2 separate regions of the Hordeum vulgare genome follow, and region 1 is linked to region 2. Evidence: chromatin contacts called from public Hi-C data. All regions are on one chromosome and are shown on one strand. The core of a region is the stretch at or near the end of the contact, and the rest is flanking DNA. Distances in the headings are between cores, read along the strand shown.

Region 1 (4,096 bases), core at 847-3,346, 370 kb before region 2:
ACGAGAATGACCAGTAGTCACCAAAATAGTTGGAAGTAAATCACTCATAGCATTGATAAAAAAAAAGGTAATAATATTTATCAAATTATATCAACGGTGTCTAAGATATGGTAGGAAGCTAAGCCTCCTAAGTAAAAAATTAAGGGTTATCGCAATGAGGTACATAGGAGAATAGAGGCCCAAAAAGAGCAAGGCGGGAGTTTCACGTAGTAATGATACAAGAATGAGAGTTCCAACCTGGCGCTTTTGGAATTCTTGAGCGATTTCACCAGCCAGATTCCTGTCATGAGAAAAAGGTTTCAGTGGAATCGAACAATTGTGGAAGTAAATGCATACATCAAATTACAGAACCCACAATGTCCATAAGAGCAATAAACTGAATTCAACAAGGTATTGGAAACTTGGTCAGACAGTTATACAAGTTAGCCATCACAAAAGATAAAACTTAGCAGTCTGAACACATACAGCAACAAGCAGAATGTATACTCAATCATAACCAATATATGTCCACCATAAAGAACCTTTATCCCATCATGCTACAACTAACAAATTGTAACAGTCCTAGGCCATGTTGAGGATCAAATGTCTGTCTAATTCAGACATTAATCTCTTGATGTTCAGTATTTCTATTCCTGGGTATTGGTTTGAATGGACTTCAAGATAAATTCATTAAAGAAAAACTGCAGTTTTGTTCTTACCTGACATATTCATGACCCCAGGAACCTATGTCACCTTCAGAGCCCAACAAACGGTACCTCAGGCTCTCCTGAAACAATGAAAAGGCAGAGGCCAAATTTTAAGCAGAATGAACTCGATTGCCGCTGAAAGGTACTATTAAACTGAATTGTGGCAGAATAGGAACGTGGCAGGCACATACCCTTTCGCCTTCAGCAGACATTGTCAAGGCCAACACCGACAGTATGTCAGCCATGTACTTCTGCAAAACAGTGGAACAGATATATCAGCAATGTCCAGAATGAATATTTAAATCACCGTACAACAAAGGTGCGTGTGTAAAGCATACCTTTAGCTCAGATTCTGGCATACTTTCGTAGTAGGTTTTAAGGGTTCCATAGTGTGGGCGGAGGAACTTCAGAGGCTTGGGGACAGACGTCATCGAGCTTGTAGCTGAACGAATCTCCTGCCTGATAGGGGTGAATATCTCAGTAGCAGCTAACAGAGTTAAAGCAGGAAAACATCGTTTTTCCCAGAAACTACTACAGCGGCAGCACTCCAAAGGCCTTACCAAATATAGATGGAATAAAAGTTTCAAAAGTAAAGCCTAGGCATTCAAGGAATTCAGACAGAGAGCAGAAATCTAAAGTTATGCCAAGCCTAAGGAACGAAACTCCTGCCTCTACAGGTCGAAATATGGGTCGACGGCAGACAAAAGGCTAATCTTTTTTACAAAAAATAGAGTGGCAGCAGTCCATAATACTTGGGCGGATAGATGTAGCTACAGAGGGCAGAACTAGAGCCAGCCCACTCATCGAATTCGCGCGGAGATCGGAAACCTAAACCCACGCGCCGCGAGACCTAGGCACGGAAGAGAATTCGGGAACGAAAAACTGAATCTGTTAGGAGGTCCGAGCGAGGGAAGAGACAGTGGTACCTCATGCTCTCGAGGGCGAGCCTCTGCACGCCGGGATCCACGTCCTGCGCCCGCACGACGTAGAGTTCGAGCTGCTCCTTGAGCGCCAGGTCCTCCTCCGACTGCGCCGACAAAAGCAAAAACAAATCAGGACGGGGGCGGAACAGCAGATCTCGTCCGGCCGGGAGAGACCGAAGGGGGGGAGGACGGAGGGTGGGGCGCTGACCAGATCGTCGTCCTTCTTCTCGTCCTTCTTCTTCCCCTTGGCGGAGGAAGAAGGCTTGGCGGGCGGCGTGGGCTCCGAGGGCGAGGGCGCGGCGGCGGAGGCCCCGTCGTTGGGGTTCTCGGGCGGCGACATGGCTGGCGGGGCGGATTCGGTTCGGCGACGGCGCTGGCGGGCTGGCTAGGGTTCGGGGGGCGAGTGGTACGGAGGCGACTCGGCGCTGCTGCGTGGGGGTTTATTTTCTGGAGGATCTCCGCTTTGCTTTGCTTTGCAGCCGGAGCGGACGCGAGGTGGATGAAGTTGTCACTCCTTTTCTGTTCCGATTTGCCCCTCCCCCAAGTTTGGATCTGGGCCGCCCGTCCTGCGCTTGGGCTCTGTGTTATGAGTCGGTGCGGCCGAACAAATACTAATGATGGGCTGGTTTATTTTCCAAAAAGGATGATGGGCTGGTTTACGCTCAAAATATATTAGTACTGGGCTTGTTAGGAGGAACCACAAATAACAAGAGGACTTTTTTCTTTTCTTTATACTAGGAAAATTGCCCGTGCAACCCACGGCTAAAATGTTGATCAAATGAGACTACATCAATATAGAAAAATGATCCTAGGTATATATGAATTAAATAGATACACAATATTTATGATGTTGCTCAAGTTATATTTTCAAAACTGAGATGTCATTGTAGGCATGCTGCTGAATTATGCTCGGTTGCTTTTCTTGGTGTATCTCTACTATTAAAGGGGATCTGCCGTCGTCGTGATGGTTCGACCAGGCTCGATCCCCCCTGTAGCGCTAAACCTTTCACCGATTTTTATTCATCCCTCCATAAACCAGGTGGCCCTTTCATCGATTTTTTTTCCAACCCTCCATAAACCGGTTCAATACCCCACCTTTCCACCCACGTACGATTTCTCCTCCCCCACCTTCTTTGCATCCCGTTCGAAAAAAGGGGAAAAGGAAAATAGACCACGAACGCACGTCCCAGCGCATGATGCATCCTCATCTCCCGCACCCGTCGCTCCCAATCCTGTCTTTCTCCTCTCTCCCTCCTCGTCCGCCTCTCCCCTCCTTCGACCCAGTCCCATAAAGAAATTCTCCACACCAAACCTCACCGCCATGTCACGTAAGGGACATGAGTGGCAGCGGCGGCATACAGATCTGCGCCGCATACAGATCTGCGGCGCAGTTGAGCGATGATGGAGCGGTGCAAGACCCGGCTGTTGGAGCCCTACTGCAAGGGCATATGATGGCGGCAGCGGCGGCGTCTTGTGTTTGAATTCGTGGTGTCTGGCGGGTCTTGCGGTACGATGGCGGGGTCATGACCGGCAATAGTGGTTGTCGAAGCATATGGCATGCTGCAGCAGTGTCCGGGGCCAGCGTGCATGGTCCACGTTCGACCTAACAAACAACGGCTATCCATCGCTGCTCCCCGGCGACTAGGACGTGCAGCAACGACTCCCAAGAGCACGTGCTGCACCAGCAAGACGGTGTCAACTGGCTAATTACTGACACGAATCCCCTGGAAAGAAAAAGACCATTGAATTTTTTAGTCGTCCTTTCAACCAAATCTTTGCTTGCCAGTTCCAAGACCACGTCAATGTGTTACCGGTACGAATCCCATGTCATATGGTAGTGTCTTCCTTTGATTTGGAAAGAAAGAGGCCATTGTTTTTTTTCCAGTCGTTCTTTAGACCAAATCTTCGCTTGCCAGTTCCAAGACCACATCAATGTGTTCTAATTAGTCTAGGCATTGGAATTTGCATCGGGGAACGACATGGGTTAACTGTAGTATGTTAATTTTTTGTGTGTGTTGCAGCTAAACATATGCTACTGTGTATTTGTGCTCTAACAGTTATCCTGGTTTTCATGGATTTTTTACCAAGCAATGAACTAACTGACATGTCAACTCGGTGCTTTGGGATATTTAAGGTGTAGTTATATTTCGGTGACTAATTACAAGTGTTCTTATTTCTGTCGGCTGTACATGAACATGATAGTTTGTTTAACATTACTTTCGGATTTACTGGAATTGATAAAATCTTCTTTTAGTAGAACTGACATTGATTTCCGGATAATTTAACTTTGTTGTTATTAGGTCTCCTTGATGGTGTCCGACCACAATCATGACAGGTTTGTTGTAGGGATTCTCTCAATTTCTTTTAGCTCCCAATCCCATTTGATGATGCTATGTGATCAAGCTACAAGTTTTGTGAGTATTGAGCTACAAATAATCTTTTCTGATAGTGCACGAAATATCATGAAGGGAAAGAAAAGGTTTAATT
Region 2 (4,772 bases), core at 89-2,588:
GCATGACCCGTTTACTTTTTCCATATTTATATGTCTATACCTACTAATAAAGTAAGGATAACTTATGTCCTTATGTCATTCAAATTGCCCGTGAAGTTGGCTAAAATTACCCACCATGTCACCGGTAAGTAAAGAAAAATGATTCGTTTTTCCTCTTCTAATAAGTCGGTTGTTCCTCTCCTTCAACATGTAGAGATCCACCAAGCTATCACAACTACACGCCCATCCGAAGTGGTTGGAGCCGCGCGCTTCAAACCTGCAAACACAGGTTCGATCCCTCACCTCCCCATCACCCTTTCTCCCCCTTTTCTTTGTCGATAACTGCCCGACTGGGCCGGCCTAGTCTGGCCTTGAGCACTTATTTTTCTTAATTGTTTTTTTGTTTTATTTGAATATACTCTGAATATTTTATTTATAAAAATCACCTATATGCAAACTTTGATAAAATTTTAATCATGCACTAAAGGAATGCCAAACTTGAATAAAAAAATTATTATATACAAAAAATGTACAATGCGTAAGGAAAAATAACTACATAATTTTTAATTCTTTTTGAATTTTTTATCATGCATTCAAAAAATATTAAATGTGCATATAAAATGTTTCCAATGTATAAGAAAAATGTACACAAAAAATACAATGTATATGAAACAAATTAGACATAACAAATTAATATGAAAAAATGCTAATCATGTACTTGGAAAATGTCAAACATATATAAAAAATATTCCTGATTTATACCAAAAATGTATAATGGGTATAAAAAAGTAAACATCAAAACTAAATATGTTTTAATAAATTTTGACCATGAAATTGGAAAATATTAAACATGTAAATATAAAAATATATAATGGCTTAAATTTTGATTTTCATGTTGTTTAAAATTGTTTTCATAACAAAAAAAAAGAACTACCAAACATGTCGGTGCGTTGCAACGGAAGGAACATCCCGTGTGTTCAGCAGAATCATAAAGATGTGATAATTTTTTAAGTGCATACAAGGTGTTTCTCATCAACTATATCTTCCGTTACAACACACGGACATTTTTGCTAGAATACATATATAACATTTAAAATAGCCCAACAGGTCAAAATCGATCCAAAAAACAGTCACAACAAACCAAAAACGATCTAAAAACAGCCTAAAAGACTAATAGCTTCCGTGCCATGCCTGGATTTGAAGGCTAAATACATGGACCGACACGGCCTTGCCCGGCTAATAATCATGTCTGAACGGGCCATGCCATGCCATGCCGGGCCTGTTTACGACGGGCCGTGCTGGCCCGTTTGGCCAGGTATGCTGCAAATGAGCAACCCATCGCACTTCTCAGTAGTGGCAAAATCTACCGGACGAGCGGAACTCCCTGCTTAATTTTCCTGTCTCGGTCTCACCCTCCCCCAAACGAAACCCTACTCCTCGGCCCTCAACTTTCCTCTCTCGCGGCAGCGGCAGCGGCGGCGGCGGGACCAAGGGCAGCGGCGCAGCAGGTCTCTCTCTCTCTCTCTCTCTCTGCGCGGCTTGCGACGTCTCATTCGCAGCAAGGCGTCGCGGCGGCGGCGGCGGCGTAGATGGTCTATAGGATTAGATCCTGTTTCTGATTTTGCGTCGGCTGATTCTGGATTCAGGAAGTAGTGTCTTATGTTTTAACTGATTTTGCTTCAACAAGAAAGAAACTTGTGTTAACTGATGGGGGGCATATCTGATCTCCACCCTTCTCATACTTTCGCTCAACTCAGAGACAAACTTGCTAATCATATTGTGGTGCTTATTGCCTGAAATATTGTGAATGATGCCATACTGTGAATTACGATGACCTACACAAAGGGATCATTCAGATTTTGCTTTCGCTGGGCTTGATGCTGGAACCAGTGTTGATGTTCTTTCTGACTTCAGACAGCTCCAATCTGAAAGTTGTTTGAACTGTTTTTTACTTGGCAAGAACCTTACTTTGTATGGTAGTTATATTTTACTATCATCATCTTTAATCATGTGTAATTCGTGTATTCAGTAGACCAAAATAGTAATTTCGAAGTAAGTTGCAGTAAAAATCCTGGAGGCAGAATTACAAGCCTTAAATAAACTTTCCGAGCTTTAATTCCTTATATTACGGTATAAGTGAACACCTCATGGCCGCCTGGCTGGAACAGGCTGCAACAGCAAGGCCCCAAACCTGATTTTTTCAGTACTAAGTCTCATGTACTCAGCATACTGCTTTTACACCTCCCTACTCTTATGATCCTCTGTTCAAATGCCTTAATTGCTAGCAGATTTTGAACCGTTTTCTTCTGTCAGCATTGGTGGTTTTCTCATGTTATCAGTTGACACTTGATTCTTTTTTAAGCAGAGTTGACACTTAGTTCTGATGATTTATATATGCAGCTAAAATATCAACCCAGGAATGGCAATGTCTTGGACACGAGTATTGAAGTGTGGAATTATTCCAAGAGATGTAGCTCAATTGGTTGGGATAAGAGGCTTTGCAGCTCAGGCCAAGGGAAAGAAGGGCGGAAAAGGTGGTGCGGCTGATGCTAAACCTGTGCTCAGCAAAGAAATGAAGAGTACAACTGTGTTTGGGGCAAATATCCTGAAGGAGGGTTCTGACCCGAAGATCCAACCAGATTCTGAGTACCCTGACTGGCTGTGGCACCTGGTTGACAAGCGTCCTGTGCTGAGCGAGCTGCGGAGGAAAGATTCCAAGACACTGCCTTATGAAGACCTGAAGCGTTTCGTCAAGTTGGACAACCGGGCGCGGATCAAGGAAAACAATGCTCTCACTGCTAAGAACTGATCAGGAGAATCTCATCTCATGTAGTGGTTGAAGTAAGCATATTGTCTTGTCTTTTGTTACAAGGTTTATTAGTTGCTTTTTGGTAATAATGTAGTGACTTGGAAGTTGCTTGGCTTAGTACAATGTAGCCTATGTGACCAGCATGCTATTTTTGCCATGTTCTTTGTAAGATGTAACTTCTGTATCTTGCAGCAAATGCTGTAGCAAGTTTCGCGTGCTTTGCTTGGCTTGGTACACTGTTTAGCCTAGGCGACAAGCATGTTTGCGTTTCATGTTAAGAATTTAAGATGTAAGTGCCATGTTTTGCAGCAGGAGTTTTAATCCTATCAATAGAAAGACAGAACTATCTGAAGTATAATATGTACACAACAATTACAGCTTTGCTAAATTAGCAAAGCGTGACTATGGTGCATCAGACTCATGAATTCATTAAACTTGGAGCAGCACTGCAACTCTATTTTTTTTTCATAAACTGCAGTTATATTTAGCGATGGTAAAAGAAAAATCATGCTGTGCATCCTCATGCTGCTTCCATTTCATGAACTACATTACTATTTAATCGACCAATCTGCATGCATTCAACATATGGAGTCCGATCCAGCATTTGCTGAGAGTTTGCACAAGCACAGTATTTTGTCAAAGAAATAACAAATATTTCAATTCCTGAGCATACGATAGAAGCACCATTCAGTTCTGATAGCAAAAGAGAACGTCAACAATTTTACCATAACAACTACTGCGAACAACCTTAAACTGATAAGCAGATAAGAAGAAACAAATTTCGAGTTAAATGTTAGAACTTGGCTATATCTATCTGAAACCTGCACTCTCATTAATCCCAAAGTTTCAGGGCATAAGAGGATAACCAACCAGACGCTTTCCGAACTTCGTATTGCTGCCTACTGCCAATGGAACTATATATATGTAGACTTCAGGTCAGCTATAGTTTTAGGTTGAGTTATTAACTGCTGACTTTATAAAGATGTAATGAAAAGGGAAGATAGTCAGTAAGCCATTGGATAGGTCACAAAGGCCATGTCCACAACAGCATCATATGATGGGTGAGCTTGTAAAGATTCAAGTCAATATTTGTTCAACCACCAACAAACCAGAACAAAAATGGGTATGTACCACAAGCAGAAAACTAAAAGGAAAAAAGAGTTTAAAAAATACCCCATTGATACTTACCATGTGCCTTTGCCTGTAAATATTGTCTTTACTTTATCTATTCATTTTTATATCCAGGAGTATTCATGTTTTGTTGCCTTTGTGAAATGGCAGATCCCGTTGTTTGTTCAAATGAATGCTTTGCAGGTTTTACTGGTGCGGACTAAGCACTCTCTCTGAAACCTCATTTTCCTAGCTTGATAGATACAACACAGATACTAGAGTAAGTTCTCTTTTATCCCAGCAAAAAAAAGAGCAAGTTCTCTTGTGGGTTGTGAACATGTATCTAGAATCGGCAGGTTGAATTGGTTTTTTCTAGAATATAAATTATTACTTCATCGTACCAGATTTAAGAGTCAAAATTCTGAGTTGAATTTGCCAAGCTGTGTTTGTTTCTAAACTTGACACAAATATGATGATACTTCCTCTTCTAAGAACATGCGTGAGAATCGCGTGTCTTTGTATTGATAGAAAGATGAGAACATATGCGGTGTGACGATGATGAACCTCTCCTTATATATTACCTCCGTTCCAAATTATAAGACGTTTCTGGTAGGCTACAGATAAAGTATATAAGGAGAGGTTTGTAAGTGTCATCATATTTGCTGACTCTGCAAGGAGTGCAATTCCCTTATCATCGTCACACTGCCTATGTTCAGCAAATATGGTGATACTTCTAAATCTCTCCTTATATACTCTACCCCAGATTATAAGACGTTTTGGGTATAGCCTACCAAAAACATATTATAATTTGGGACGGAGGTAGTAGCAAATACATCCATGCTGTCACAGTGTACTTTACTACTTCCTCTGTAAA

The links. A called contact is a pair of places that touch in the nucleus more often than the background predicts.
Region 1: a contact with region 2 is called in a Hi-C map of seedling, with 5 times the contacts expected there. The contact joins the promoter of LOC123403294 here to the promoter of LOC123402975 in region 2. A contact is called at or near these places in 3 of 6 Hi-C or Micro-C datasets (leaf and seedling) and 1 of 1 datasets of contacts at active chromatin or transcription factors (embryo).

What each region holds. Positions count from the first base shown.
Region 1 is chr6H:59,637,530-59,641,625 of MorexV3_pseudomolecules_assembly, reverse strand. LOC123403294 (26S proteasome non-ATPase regulatory subunit 2 homolog A-like) reads right to left here and starts at 2,096. Exons shown (of 25, transcript XM_045097246.1): 1 at 1,818-2,096; 2 at 1,613-1,713; 3 at 1,025-1,145; 4 at 878-937; 5 at 699-766; 6 at 238-280. The coding sequence starts at 1,949.
Region 2 is chr6H:59,263,054-59,267,825 of MorexV3_pseudomolecules_assembly, reverse strand. LOC123402975 (54S ribosomal protein L37, mitochondrial) reads left to right here and starts at 1,338. Exons shown (of 2, transcript XM_045096949.1): 1 at 1,338-1,487; 2 at 2,380-3,143. The coding sequence starts at 2,399. The coding sequence ends at 2,788.